4 separate regions of the Sus scrofa genome follow, and regions 2, 3 and 4 are each linked to region 1. A link is a contact called in public Hi-C and HiChIP or PLAC-seq data. All regions are on one chromosome and are shown on one strand. Each heading gives the region's core, a stretch centred on a gene start, on an enhancer-like site or on the middle of the called end of the contact. The rest is flanking DNA. Distances are from core to core; before and after follow the strand shown.

Region 1 (3,190 bases), core at 201-2,700:
AGACCTTGTTAGCTCCTAAACTGGTTCGGTTAGTGAATTACCTCACTGGCAGATCCTCTCATCTCCCTGTTCTCTGAGATGGTCTTTTCTAATTAAAATCAAAACCATATGACTCTAATAATCTGATCGAAATATTTCTCTTTTCAAAACTTTGCAGTTGCTCTTAATTGCACTAAAACCTGAAATCCAACTTAAAATCTATACTGGGGCTGTAAGTCCACATGTCAAATGTTCTCATGTCTCTGACCCAACTGCTTGATGCAGCCAGGGATGTCACTCAAGGCAGTCAATCTGCTTGACTCCAATAACATCCTGACATGATTCCCCTTTTTCCTGACTGTACCTTCTCTCCTCCAATAAATAAACACTCAGAGTGCAGCTGTGATGGCCTATTTTTGTTGGCCACGCCGGGTTGTCGTTTATAGGATTTGATGTGCAATGTATCTTGTCTTATTTCTCCTGCAATCATAAACCCCATGCTTTTTGACTCCTTCTTAAGTCCACAGCACTGACACAGCACCAGGGGCTGCATAAAAGTGGTCGATTCTTTCACTGGAGGAGCTCTGAGAGGAAGTTCAAACCTTTGTCTTTATAAGCCAAGAGTTATAATGTAGATTCAAAACTTTCTGGAAAAGCAATGCAATTCCCTTTAGCCATCCCCCTTCATCCCTCCTCTTGATTTGGTCCCTCCCAGTCCTATAAAAATGGGGAAAGAATCTTGGCTTTCCTATATGGTATGACTTTCCAACAATGTCCTTCCATAAAAGGGATGGGTCTTGTTTCAGAGCCAAAGGATCTGTCTCCAACAGCTTGGGCTGGGTGGTGGTGATTTTTTTTTTTTTTTTTAATTTCAGACAACGTGGAAGTGTCTGGAATGGTGCCTTCAGTCTCAGCCATCCTAGGAATTACTCAGTGTTTCAGGGCCCTGAGCCAGTAACCACCTCCCAACCACTGCCCAACCATCTCTGCCACGTTAGCTCTGACAGGGAGGTGGGTGAGCTGTGGGTTCAGGAAGACCAGAGGGATCGGGTGCCTGATGCTGAGAAACCCTCCACAGGATCCCAATTCTCAAAGGCAAAAAGCACCCACCCTCTTGTCCTACTTCACCCCTGTAGAGCGGTGATGAGTGAGTTGTTGAGACCTCACACTCATCTGGGCTCCTCAAAGTTTAAGGCACCAAGACCCTTGGAAGCAGGGCTGTGGCCCATCTCCCCAAGCACACTGACCCAGGGCTGTACTCATCCAGGTGGAGCTTCTTTTTCTAATTTGTCAGCCAACAGGGAGACTTTGGGAAGGATGCCTTTTATAAATTTCCTCCAGTGGCGGATACCTTACTCCAATTACTCCACGTAGAAAACCTACTTTTTGCTAATGCCCCCTAAGGAGCCATATAAAGTGGCAAGCTGACCTGGCCTTTCAGTGTGTAGTGGATCTTCACACACCAAAATGATTAACTTTGTAGGGGGAGGGAGGAGATGGCACACTGGTCCCCAGCTCTTGGGTCTGAGTCACCCCCTCTGTGGCTGTCAGATTCTCCTTAGCACAGCAGGATCTCCAACCTAGAATCACATGCACACCAGTAAGTTTGAATCTCTAATGAACTTAGGCCTGAATAAAAAGGTGAGGTTTATTGGGCTGTGTGGGTTCTGCCAAAAAAATGGATCTCTGGTTCCAGGCAATCTGACAAGATCTTGTTCCAACCAGCTTTACTGACCAATGAGAAGAGCTACCCCCTAGCCAGCAAGTCATAATGTGTTTTCTCTCTCTTGCTCACTCTTGCTCTCTCTCTCTCTCTCTCTCTCTCTCTCTCTCACACACACACACACACACACACAATCCACTGTGAAGGGGAATCAGGGTGGGTTTGAATCTTGCTTGCCTCTAACACTTATCCCTTGTACACCTTATCCATGAATATCAGTATCTCTAAAATGCAGTAGAACTGATATCAAGCCCACTCCCCCTGCCTCATGCTTTATCCCCACTTTCCTAATACTTTAACCTGGGAGTTCCACAGTCTCCCTTGGTAACCTAGTCTAATGTCAAATTACTCTTCTGGTCATGATGTAATTTTCCTACAGGCAGGAACCTCATCTGCTGTGCTGCACTGTGTCTTCAAAACCTAAAAAGCGCTTGGTACAATAAACAATGGTTGAATTAATGACTGTCAGGAATGCCCACTCTGCCTCCAGTTTCACCTCTGCTACAAACGAACTATAAGTAACCTCAAGCAAGTTATCCGAGCTGTCTTGGCTACAGTTTCTTTATCTCCAAAACAAAGTGTTTGCTGTAAAAGATTTCGGTTCTCTAAGACATTCTTTCTCAGTTAGAAGATTATTTTGATTTCTAGTTCTTTCCTCTGCTGAACTTTTATCATTTCGGGCACATCTCATATCAAAAAGACATCCTGTAGTGTTTGAGAATATAGGTTTCCAAATCAGACTGTTTGGGTCTGCATCCCTGCCCTCCCACTAGCTTTGGGATTTGGGGCAACTCTTTGACCTGCTGAGCCTGTTTCCTTATCTGTAAAATGGAAATAATAATCATAATACCTCAAGGAGCTGGTAGGATGAGTAATGACTAAATTCATGTAAAGAATTGGAAAAGTGTATGATAAATGGTAGGCATACAAAAACATTCACCATAATTATATGACTGTCTTTCATTCCCATGTTTTGAATTTAAATAACTAACAGTGGCTGGCATTTGGGACTTCCAAACAGCATTCCTGTTTTAATTTCAACCTTCTCTCTTTTTGATCAATGGTAGTCTAAATTCTACATATAGTAACCTAACTGAAGAGCAAGTATAAGGATAATTTAAAACATCCGGGGTGCAATATCCATCTTATTTATCGGGAATATGATTAATAGCATCTTAAAAAATCACCGTATATGTGTCCTTATGCTGATCCTAAGCCACAATCTAAGGACTTCAACGAGCGTCAGTCCATCTTTACCTCCGCATCTTGATTCTCATTGGGAAGATCTTTATCCCCTATATTTAAGATCAGTTTTATTGTTTTCTTCATTAAAATATTAGGAGTGAAGAAACATTGACAAAATCACATCATTTGTTCTTAAAGTTTTCATTGTCACTATTATTGATCTTGCTAAAGCCGTAGAACCAGAAGATAATTTTCCCTTTGGTGGAACTTGGTCATTTTGCTATTTTGAACAGAGTTTATGAG
Region 2 (3,190 bases), core at 290-2,789, 110 kb after region 1:
CATTACTCATCTCATTGAGTGGAAGGAAAGAAAAAAGAATGAAGAAGAATAGAAATACTCCTATGAATTTGTATTTTTCTCCCTTCCTTTTCTTCATAGGGCAACCCTGGAGCCAACGGCCTTCCTGGTGCTAAGGGTGCTGCTGTGAGTATTTGGCTAAAATGTGCTGCTGTGGTTTTAAAGGTATTTTAATGAATGATGTCCCTCCTGCCAGTTGCCTCATGATGGACGCATGCTGCATTTCTTCCCCAGGGCCTGCCTGGTGTTGCTGGGGCTCCTGGCCTCCCTGGGCCTCGAGGTATTCCTGGCCCTGCTGGTGCTGCTGGTGCTACTGGTGCCAGAGGTCTTGTTGTAAGTGGTCATGACTGATGCTTTTATCATCCCAAAATATGAGCGCTGTCATCACTCCATCCCCATCTAGACTTCCTCTTGTCGTTTTATCATCCTTATTTCTTCCTTAGCATTTTTAGTTTGTATTTCTTCTATAAGTTCATGCACATGTATGTATACTCTCTAATACACAGATACACCCTCCCTGCTATCCTAGAACATTTCCCAAAGGTCAGTGAGGCCCATTCCTATATCAGTCTTGTCCTTTCAAGACTGTTCCTCTGTAGTCATTTAAATATGAACTGAGCATATTTCTTAAAGACCTAGAGCTCTCTTTAATTGATCCATAAGTAGTCCCTGATATTTGTCTGCCAGAGAGTTGTGACAAATGTGATTTAACCACTGTTTTGTATTGGACCCTAGGGTGAGCCTGGTCCAGCTGGTTCCAAAGGAGAGAGCGGCAACAAGGGCGAGCCTGTAAGTAGTTATATAATGACAGTTTCATGGAGTTACTAGTTTTTCAATTCAAAAAGTAATATTTCTACTTTTTTAAGTTATTATTCTTTGTCTAGATGGGTATGAAACCAAATTTTATTTTTCCTCTCCCTCCTTTTTATTTTTTCCTTCATTAAATAGGGTGCTGCTGGGCCCCAAGGTCCTCCTGGTCCCAGTGGTGAAGAAGGAAAGAGAGGCCCCAATGGAGAAGTTGGATCTGCTGGCCCCCCAGGACCTCCTGGGCTGAGGGTAGGTTCCAAATGCTCTTAACACCCAGACACACAAGAGGTACCCCTTCCCTGGGAATTGGTCAGAATCACTGAGTGCATTTTCTAGACGAAGAAAGCATCTGCTTTCCATCTGCTTTATTAAATCACTGACTCTTAATATGATATGTTATAAAAATCGGTCTGGAAACAATGTTGACCTACTTTTGCAGAATGTTTTCTCTACACATTCCTTTGGGGTTGGATGAAGTATTTCGGCTTCGCTTGTAATTGTATCTCCTCCTTAAGGGAATCAAGATTTCCTGCATGCATGCCATATTTCAATAAATTCTGCTCCACCTGATTCAAGAATTTTCTCCAATTCTCTTCTGTTTCATGTACTTTCTTACAGGGAAATCCTGGTTCTCGTGGTCTCCCTGGAGCTGATGGCAGAGCTGGTGTCATGGTAAGTTGACCATTAGTCATTTCCTGGGAAGGAACTTGATGCTTCTGGTGGTTGGTATGTCAGGTATGTAATTGGCTTTAGTAACCTCCCTCTCCCTTCTTTTTAATAGGGCCCTCCTGGTAGTCGTGGTCCAACTGGCCCTGCTGGTGTTCGAGGTCCCAATGGAGATTCTGGTCGCCCTGGAGAGCCTGGCCTTATGGGACCCCGAGTAAGTTTCATACTGATTCTGAACAAGACACACCCAGCACTGTTTCCTTTTTTAAAGAGATGATTAATATTTAAAGACAGAAATTAAAAAATCAAAAGTTAATTGTTAGACATGCTGACAGTTCCCTTTTTAATTTAACTTTATCAAAGCCCAGTAGCTACTTTGACAAATTTGGTTAGTTCATAAATTCCCTATTACTTGATACAATGGCTATGAGGTTTTGGGAAGAACAGATTTATTTTAATATATCCAAATTAGGGTGGTTCTTCTATCAGCATGAATCTTTTATCTGAATTTGGGAGTTTTATATAAGGTGTTCGTGAAACATATTAGGACTATACATTATCAGTTTATTAGATTCATAAGTGAATCATTTTTCCAGCAATCACAAAGTGCCATAATGTATTCAGCATCACACTAGCTATGGAGAAATGACCTTTAGATCTGTAGACACTCTAACCCATAGCAATAGAGTAATTTTTTGCCTCTGTTATCTCTTACGGATGAGTATTAACTGTAATTGTATCATAAACAAGTAATAAAGATACCAAATCTAACAACAAAAAAATATACTTTGAAAATTGCTTACTGAAAGTATTTGTTTTTGTATTATAAGGTAAATAACATATACATTTTTCCCACATAGTATCTTGCTCAAGTTTCTTGAGATATCTTTAAGTGGATGAGTTGCACTAATAAAAAGAAAGGCATAAAAATATAAAGAAGAAAGATTTCAGAGCTCTTTTCATATTTCCCAACTAGTGACTAATACTCCTAATGATCTTCCCTAGGCAACCAAACAAAAAGTGGGGGAAAAGTGCTTTTGTGAGATTTCAATTAATTGGAGCTTTGAACATATGTGTTACAGTGGCCAATATGAAAGTGTCCTCATTTGTTTTACAGGGTTTCCCTGGATCCCCTGGAAATGTTGGTCCAGCTGGTAAAGAAGGTCCTGCGGTAAGAGTTGCTCATTTTCCATTATATTTTCAAAGACAAATTGCATCCGTATCAAGTCTACTCCATAGTTTATTTACATGTGAACACACTGAAAGTAAGTGTCAGCTACATAGAAATGTGAGAACACAAAGTAATGCATTGTGATTACAGACTCCAGAGGAACACAAGAGTAAAAAGAGAAAAGGAAAAAGAAAAATATGGCAGGGAAAACTGAAGAGGGTGACAAGGGTATGAAAAGAGAGGAGAAAGAGAGAATTGTACACATGAGATTGACTTGGCTGTGTGTGTGCCGACATCCTATTTAGAAAAGGACATGATTTTTGACACTTTATACAGGAAGATCTATGAACTCAGAAAATGATTGTTTCATCCCATGGCAACATCGCACGCTTGAGGCCATGAGATCCTTTTGATGCTGAATAAATTCTAAATGAACTCTGGTTTCAGGGCCTCCCTGGTATTGATGGCAGGCCTGGACCAATTGGCCCAGCTGGAGCAAGAGGAGAGCCTGGCAACATTGGATTCCCT
Region 3 (3,190 bases), core at 319-2,818, 91 kb after region 1:
TTTGCATTGACTTCTGGGAGAGAATGGCTGCCTCACTTGGGGTGCTGGGCAAGCAGAGGCACAGCCCCAGAATGATGGCCTTTCCGCTGAGACTGCTGGAATGAATCTCAAGAGGGTTGGGAAAAGGGCCATCCACTGAAGTTGACTGCACTCAGTACTCTGGATTCTCAGGAGCTCTGGCCTCTCATTTCCAGTGCCTCAGGGTCAAGGGCCCAGTTCCTCCTCTCCCTGCTGGGGAACAGAGTGGGAAGGGGAGAAGGAGGCTGGGTGTTAGGGAGAGAGCTAACAGCCATGCTGGTGGGAGCGCTGCTTGAGGTATTACCAGACAAGACTCCCTGTATCCCAAACTCAAATCAGAAGTCCCTATTACGGGCTAAGCTCTCTCCTCAAGGTTTGGAGAGGAGCTGGAAGGTGCTTGGGTGTCTCCTGTAAGAGTGGGGTAGATGAGTTGGCAGAGGGGACGAGAGTGATGCAGGGACTCACTGGAGACTCATCTGAGTCCAGCTCAGGATGGAGCTGGTAAACCCAGACAAGAAGTCTGGGCAGAGGAGGAGTGGGGAGATCGGAAACCTGAAGGGAAGGGGCTGGATTTTCCATGCAACCTCAGAAACACTGCCAAGAGAGGTCTGTCTCGGTTCATCAGGTGCAATCACTTGGCAGGGCCAAGTAATCCCCACTGCCTCAGTTTAGAATCAGTCTCAACAGAAGGGAGTGGGGAGGTTGCAGAATTTCTCCGATGGCATGGTCTAGTCGGGCATTCCCAAAGCACATCCACCCTGATGGAGGATGCAACATTGCCCCTAGCCTGCTCCCCTCCCCATCCTCCCAGCAGTGGGCGTCCTCAGACTCCCAACTCAACCCTCTACAGATAGAACCCCCACCCCCACCTCACCCTTTCCTGGAGCCAGAAGAGAGAGGGAGCGTTACTGCTGAAAAAGTGGGTGCTCACACGACCCAAAGCTGGAGAAAAGCTGGGCGGGGGTGGGGGGCGGGGTGCAGGGGGCGGAGGGAGGGCGGCCTCCAGCTGCGCCACGCTGTCGGATCCTTGCTCCCTCTTCCCTAGCCCCCTCCGCGCCTGCCGGGCGCTCCACCCTGCCAGTGGCCCGCAGGGCACAAGGTAGGTAGGGCTGGACAGCTCCTGCTTTGATCTCTGGGCTCCCTTCCCCTCTACAGCTGCCCTGCTGCCCCGAGATCTGCAAACTCTGCCCACGTTGGTGTCAGCAGAGCTCTCCGACGTGTCCAAAAGTGTTTCCAAACTTGGAAAGGGCGGGCGAAGGCCGGGGGGATGGGGAGGGCGGAGGTATGCAGACAGCGAGTCAGAGTTTCCCCTTGAAAGCCTCAAAAGTGTCCACGTCCTCAAAAAGAATGGAACCAATTTAAGAAGCCAGCCCCTTGGCCACGTCCCTCCCCCCTCCTCCTCTCCCTCCTCTGCGCCCCCGCAGTCTCCTCCCAGCTGTGGCTGCCCGGGCCCCCAGCCCCAGCCCTCCCATTGGTGGAAGCGCTTTTGGAGGCACCCTCCGGCCAGAGAAACTTTGGCCGTATAAATAGGGCAGATACGGGCTTTATTATTTTAGCACCCAGGCGGCAGGAGGTTTCGGCAAAGTTGGAGGTACTGGCCACGACTGCATGCCTGCGCCCGCCAGGTGATACCTCCGCCGGTGACCCAGGGGCTCTGCTACACAAGGAGTCTGCATGTCTAAGTGGTAGACATGCTCAGCTTTGTGGATACGCGGACTTTGTTGCTGCTTGCAGTAACTTCGTGCCTAGCAACATGCCAATGTAAGTGCCTTCAGCTTGTTTGGGGCAGTCTGGGAAAGAGTTAGATGGGTGGGCATCCTGGTCTGAAAAGGAAACCTTAAACAAAGTTCTAGATACAGCTTGGAGGGAAGGCTTTCTGGCATGTGGAGGAAAGCTGGCAGTGATGAAAAACATGGAAAAGACTTTAGAAATGAAAACAAAAAAGGCTCGACTCTTGCCAGAAGTTAGGTTACTTTTAACTCAGAGACTGTTAACTTGGTCTGACTCTTCCCGTTAATGAAGCTCAAAGACTTTTCCTTAAGAATGAGATATTAACTGAAGTGATGAAGGCAGGCAAAGGCCTCCGCCTAAAACTGCACCGATGCCCACCTTGTGAAACTTGGGGCTTAGTTTACAAAGCCCTTTAATTTAGTAATTAAAAACTCACCCCCTAAAGGCTTTTTCTCTTCAGGGTGTTTTAAGACTAGTCTGGATGATGACGACTCTGAGGCGCCCTCTGGAGGGAGGACAATGAGAGCACTGGGGCCGAGACTTAGGGCTGATGGAACCCCATTTAAAGACTGCAGGTTTATACTGAGAATGATCTACATTTCTCATTGAAGCCAATCCCAATAGCTAGTAAGTGTATCCTGGGGAGAAAAATGGATACATTCTGAAAAGTAAAATTAATTTCTCAATTCATTATCTGGTCATGGAAATGGTAACATTATTTATCTAAAATCTGCTCTTTTATTGAGCCTGAGAGTTATCTCTTTAACATGGTCACAATAGCAGACATCCTGAACATACCAAGTTGGGAAATGTCAACACTGATCTGAGACTCATGGGACTGGGGTTTTTCCCATGACTTTGCCACTAATTTATCATGTGACCTTAGGCAAGTCAAACTGAGCCTTTACTATAAAATGCAGCATAGAGATTAGATGGGCTCCAAGGCTGCTTTCCAGCTGTAGGTTATAAAACCAGATTTCCAGGTCTAGATAGAATGAAGAGAGTCTGGTTTTGTCTTGAAAATGGCCGACTAATTACCAGACAAAGATATTGGCTTGATGGGGTAAGAGGAGTATCTGGCCACACCCAACAATTCAAAAATGTTTGCTCCACCCACATATGCCACGGTGTCTACCATTGCATCATTACTTATGTATTTCTGTGTGCGTGTTTTCTCCCTCCATCCACTTTTAGTATATACACTATGAATACTAAACAATAACTGCTTTGAACAAATTCACACTACCAAGTTCATTTTTTATGAAATGAGAGTGAGGGGTAAAGAGTTGGCTTCTAGAGAAAAGATGAAAATAGACCTCGGGAAGTTTGAAGGTACAAAGGGCAATGGGAAATTCACCTTCTGATCAACATCCAGCCACGGTCTGGAATAAAAGTTACCAAACACACATTCTTCAAAATGGCTCAGTCTGAATAATTAAAA
Region 4 (3,190 bases), core at 291-2,790, 70 kb after region 1:
TGAATGATTTGCCAGAAAAGATTAATGTTCCAGCTCCAGAAGTTTTCCTTAACATATGATTAGGAACAATATTAGACTGATCATTAAATTCACACAACCAATTTAAAGCAAATCGTCACAGAATTAGAGTCCATTAAAAAGAGCCAGTCGGCCCTAACGGACCTCTCCACTGGTAAATTATGAATTTTGCGTGAATATTCATCCTATAGGATTGATCAAGTTCCTGTTTCTTTTCTCTGTGTTCTAATAATTTTATATAAAGCAGCTTCAAGTTACCGATTCAGCGAATAGTCCCTTGTTAAAGAGGACTTTTCTGATTTCCTTCAAGTTCACGAAGAGAAAAATTCTAAGAACTGTACTTTCTATTAAATTGAGAAGAGAGATGTGTAATGAGGAAAGAATTTTGTTCAACAATAGCAGCAGTGCCACATAGCTGACCAGCTGGAGCCCAGCCCAGCTGTGGCCTCAGCCCTCCCTTCCAGGGAGAGGCCAGCGTGGCTCAACAGAGGCGCCCTCACAGAGGGCACTTGCTCTCAGCCTCCATCCCAGAAACCAGTCGTCCCTTTCTGAAGCGGAACTTATGCCTTTAGAAAACTTCTGTGCTCTCCCCACTCCCCACATCTCTTTCTCCCTCCCTCTCTCCCCCACCCAACTCCTATCTTTTAAATCAGTTCTGTGGCGTCCACATGAGCATTTTAGGGTGTTGGATCCACCCAGGCTATGATTGGATTTAAATGAAAAATGAGTTGCTTTTATTTCCTTGGGGACTTAATTTTACTCAAAAGATGAGGGTTACACTCTGACACTTTATCTTCATGAGGGAGAGCGAGAGGGAGAAAGAGAGAGAGAGACAGAAAGAGAGAGACAGAGAGAGAGAGGCCGTTCCGAGACCAACATTTCGACCTCTCCTTTCCGATTGCTATTTAAAGCACTTATTCTGACTCGGAGAAAATGTAATATATAGTTCCTTAATGTGTTTAGTTAAGGACCTCATGAATCATGTGGATTTCTCCACAACCTAAGTGGTTATTATGCTGACCCAAGGGTGTGCCATTTTGTGGTCACTTCATCTTTGTGTCCCTGTTTATTTGTAGCGAGCAAGCTCAGTTCTGTAAGACACTGATTAGAGGGACAATGGAAGTTGTTACCTACTGTAAGTCACATACGGTAAAAAGCTGCCAAGTAGTGTTCACGTAATTGAAGATGCCGAGCTTTCAGACTTGATTGCGATTTTGGTTTGGGGCTTCCAATTCTAGCTCAGGCTCTCAATAAAGCCAAGACTATTCCTCATCCTGAATTATTCCTTTTCAGGAGCAACACTCCAACCATGAATCTTGGAGTCTGCATACCAGTTGTTGCTTTAAAACCTCCTTTTAAACTATAGCAATCTCACCCTTAGTCCTTCCAAAACTAATGAGCCAAAGCTGCTTCCTTTGCTTACCACTGGATTTCAACTTTCACAAGGAATTTTACTAAGTGAAGCAAGGCAGTGGGGGATGGTGATGGCCCTGAGTTACTTACACAACTGAGCTGAGCTGAGGGAGAGGCTGTGCTTTCTTACCAGCTGTTATACATCAAGAAGAGACAGGCTCCTGTAACCCTTTCCTGGCATACTAGTTCAAAATAGAAGCCAGATACTGTTTTGATAAAGAGTTTCCTTTGAAATCAATACCTACCACATAATACTATGAATTAATTTATATCTAAATAAGATTAATAAAATGTGACGCTGTTTTTGTGTGTGTTTTCACAAGAAAATGTGAAAACAAAGGCGTTCAATAGTGTTGGTCTCACTGACATCCCCAAATGGCAGTTATTTGCTTCTTTTTTGAGGAAAGCCACTCTTTTCCCCTGCGGTGTAGGTTAGGAAAATACCAATCTGAAATACAGAAAGAAAATGGCTAGGGTTGAACATACTCTTAGTCAAATCCCAGAAGTATGTATATTCAATATTGTTCCCTTAAGGGTTAATGACAGGGTGCCTCCCAGGAAATGACAAATGGTTCCACAAAGTTTTCCTCACTCCCCTGCCCCCAATATCTAGACTTCCAGACTTGAAATGGTTGGGAAAAGGGTTTGGTTTGAAATAATTCCTGAGCTTTAACTGGCCTCCCAAACCACATTCTTTTTACCCTCCTCCCCCAGCCCAGTTTTAAAAAAAAAAAGAAAGAGGAAAAGGAAAATGGCTTAGAATTCTGATGACAGACTTTCATTAAATTGTCCACGTTGCTTGCTGAGGCAAAAAAAAAAAAAAAAAAAAAAAAAAAAAAAAAAAAAACTATCTTAAGTATATTGACTTTTTCAGTCATTACTGAAATGTTTGTCTTTAGAGATATTCAATTGTCTTCTGTGTTTGGTTTTACATCTTGAATTCATATTATAGTTTTCATTTCACAATTTCCCATTTTAAAAACTTAATTGCATTTTAGCACTACCCCAGTGAAGACATCCACTTTTTTGTGAAACCCAAGGTCCCTGGATATGCCAGAGATACCAAAACCCTGAAGTTAGTGTCTATGAGCTCTTTTTTTTTTTTTTTTACTGTGCCGGGCCAGGCATCAAACCCACAACACGGTAGTGACCTGAGCCACAGCAGTCACAATACCATATCTTTAACCCACTAAGCCACCAGGGAACTCCCTTTGTGAGCTTTTTTTTACCTGTAGATCCCTGGGACCCAACTCTAAAAACTGTCACTCACTAAGTCTGGTTCAGGGCCCTAAGAAGTGTAACTGGTCTTCTAGTGATTTTAATACAGAACCTGGCTTGGAAAATACTGCTACATGTATATAGCCATATCCACACACACACACACACACACACACACACACACACACACGCACGCACTCGCATGCCTGTAGGCATGCACACGACTCCTACAAATGACCATCAGAGAAGAACAGTGATCATGAAGAGTTTATTTCTAGTTCTATTGCAGAGGATATCCTATTTTTCCTTTACTGTTAAACTTCTTGAATAAGTGGACAGTCTGCCCTCACTACTCGTACTTCCTAATTCCACCACCAACTTAAATGAGGTACAGTCTTGCTTTCTTTCTAATGATTCCTAGATCAGTGGTCAGTGACCCCCTTCAGCATAAAGTTTACTTGGTCTTATTTATCCTCTGCTGCTTTTCTTTTCTTTTCTTTTCTTTTTTTTTTTTTTTTTTTTTTTTTTTTTTTTTTTTTTT

What was found. Hi-C and Micro-C count contacts between places; a contact is called where the count stands out from the background. HiChIP or PLAC-seq counts read pairs in DNA pulled down with a chosen protein or histone mark.
Region 2: a Hi-C map of embryonic fibroblasts shows a contact between it and region 1, with 2.7 times the contacts expected there. The contact joins two enhancer-like sites. A contact is called at or near these places in 6 of 47 Hi-C or Micro-C datasets (embryonic fibroblasts, fibroblasts, omental adipose tissue and 1 more) and 1 of 2 datasets of contacts at active chromatin or transcription factors (skeletal muscle).
Region 3: an H3K27ac HiChIP or PLAC-seq map of skeletal muscle shows a contact between it and region 1. The contact joins the promoter of COL1A2 here to the enhancer-like site in region 1. A contact is called at or near these places in 1 of 5 promoter capture datasets (fetal skeletal muscle), 21 of 47 Hi-C or Micro-C datasets (alveolar macrophages, brain, embryonic fibroblasts and 13 more) and 1 of 2 datasets of contacts at active chromatin or transcription factors (skeletal muscle).
Region 4: an H3K27ac HiChIP or PLAC-seq map of skeletal muscle shows a contact between it and region 1. The contact joins two enhancer-like sites. A contact is called at or near these places in 6 of 47 Hi-C or Micro-C datasets (embryonic fibroblasts, fetal skeletal muscle, fibroblasts and 3 more) and 1 of 2 datasets of contacts at active chromatin or transcription factors (skeletal muscle).

The regions. Positions count from the first base shown.
Region 1 is chr9:74,082,396-74,085,585 of Sscrofa11.1, forward strand. No RefSeq gene overlaps it. Among named protein-coding and RNA genes, the nearest start is that of COL1A2, 90 kb to the right of the region's middle. Within about 2 kb of position 1,451, at least 25 of the 83 cell types and tissues checked have an H3K27ac peak or open chromatin away from gene starts, as enhancers often do. A contact at or near this core is called in embryonic fibroblasts, fetal skeletal muscle, mesenteric adipose tissue and 2 more, where this site is marked.
Region 2 is chr9:74,189,067-74,192,256 of Sscrofa11.1, forward strand. COL1A2 (collagen type I alpha 2 chain) reads left to right here. Exons shown (of 53, transcript NM_001243655.1): 18 at 100-144; 19 at 253-351; 20 at 754-807; 21 at 967-1,074; 22 at 1,444-1,497; 23 at 1,607-1,705; 24 at 2,609-2,662; 25 at 3,110-3,190. Among named protein-coding and RNA genes, the nearest start is that of COL1A2, 16 kb to the left of the region's middle. Within about 2 kb of position 1,540, at least 12 of the 83 cell types and tissues checked have an H3K27ac peak or open chromatin away from gene starts, as enhancers often do. A contact at or near this core is called in embryonic fibroblasts and omental adipose tissue, where this site is marked.
Region 3 is chr9:74,172,916-74,176,105 of Sscrofa11.1, forward strand. COL1A2 (collagen type I alpha 2 chain) reads left to right here and starts at 1,569. Exons shown (of 53, transcript NM_001243655.1): 1 at 1,569-1,779. The coding sequence starts at 1,710.
Region 4 is chr9:74,152,176-74,155,365 of Sscrofa11.1, forward strand. No RefSeq gene overlaps it. Among named protein-coding and RNA genes, the nearest start is that of COL1A2, 21 kb to the right of the region's middle. Within about 2 kb of position 1,541, at least 44 of the 83 cell types and tissues checked have an H3K27ac peak or open chromatin away from gene starts, as enhancers often do. A contact at or near this core is called in embryonic fibroblasts, fetal skeletal muscle and skeletal muscle, where this site is marked.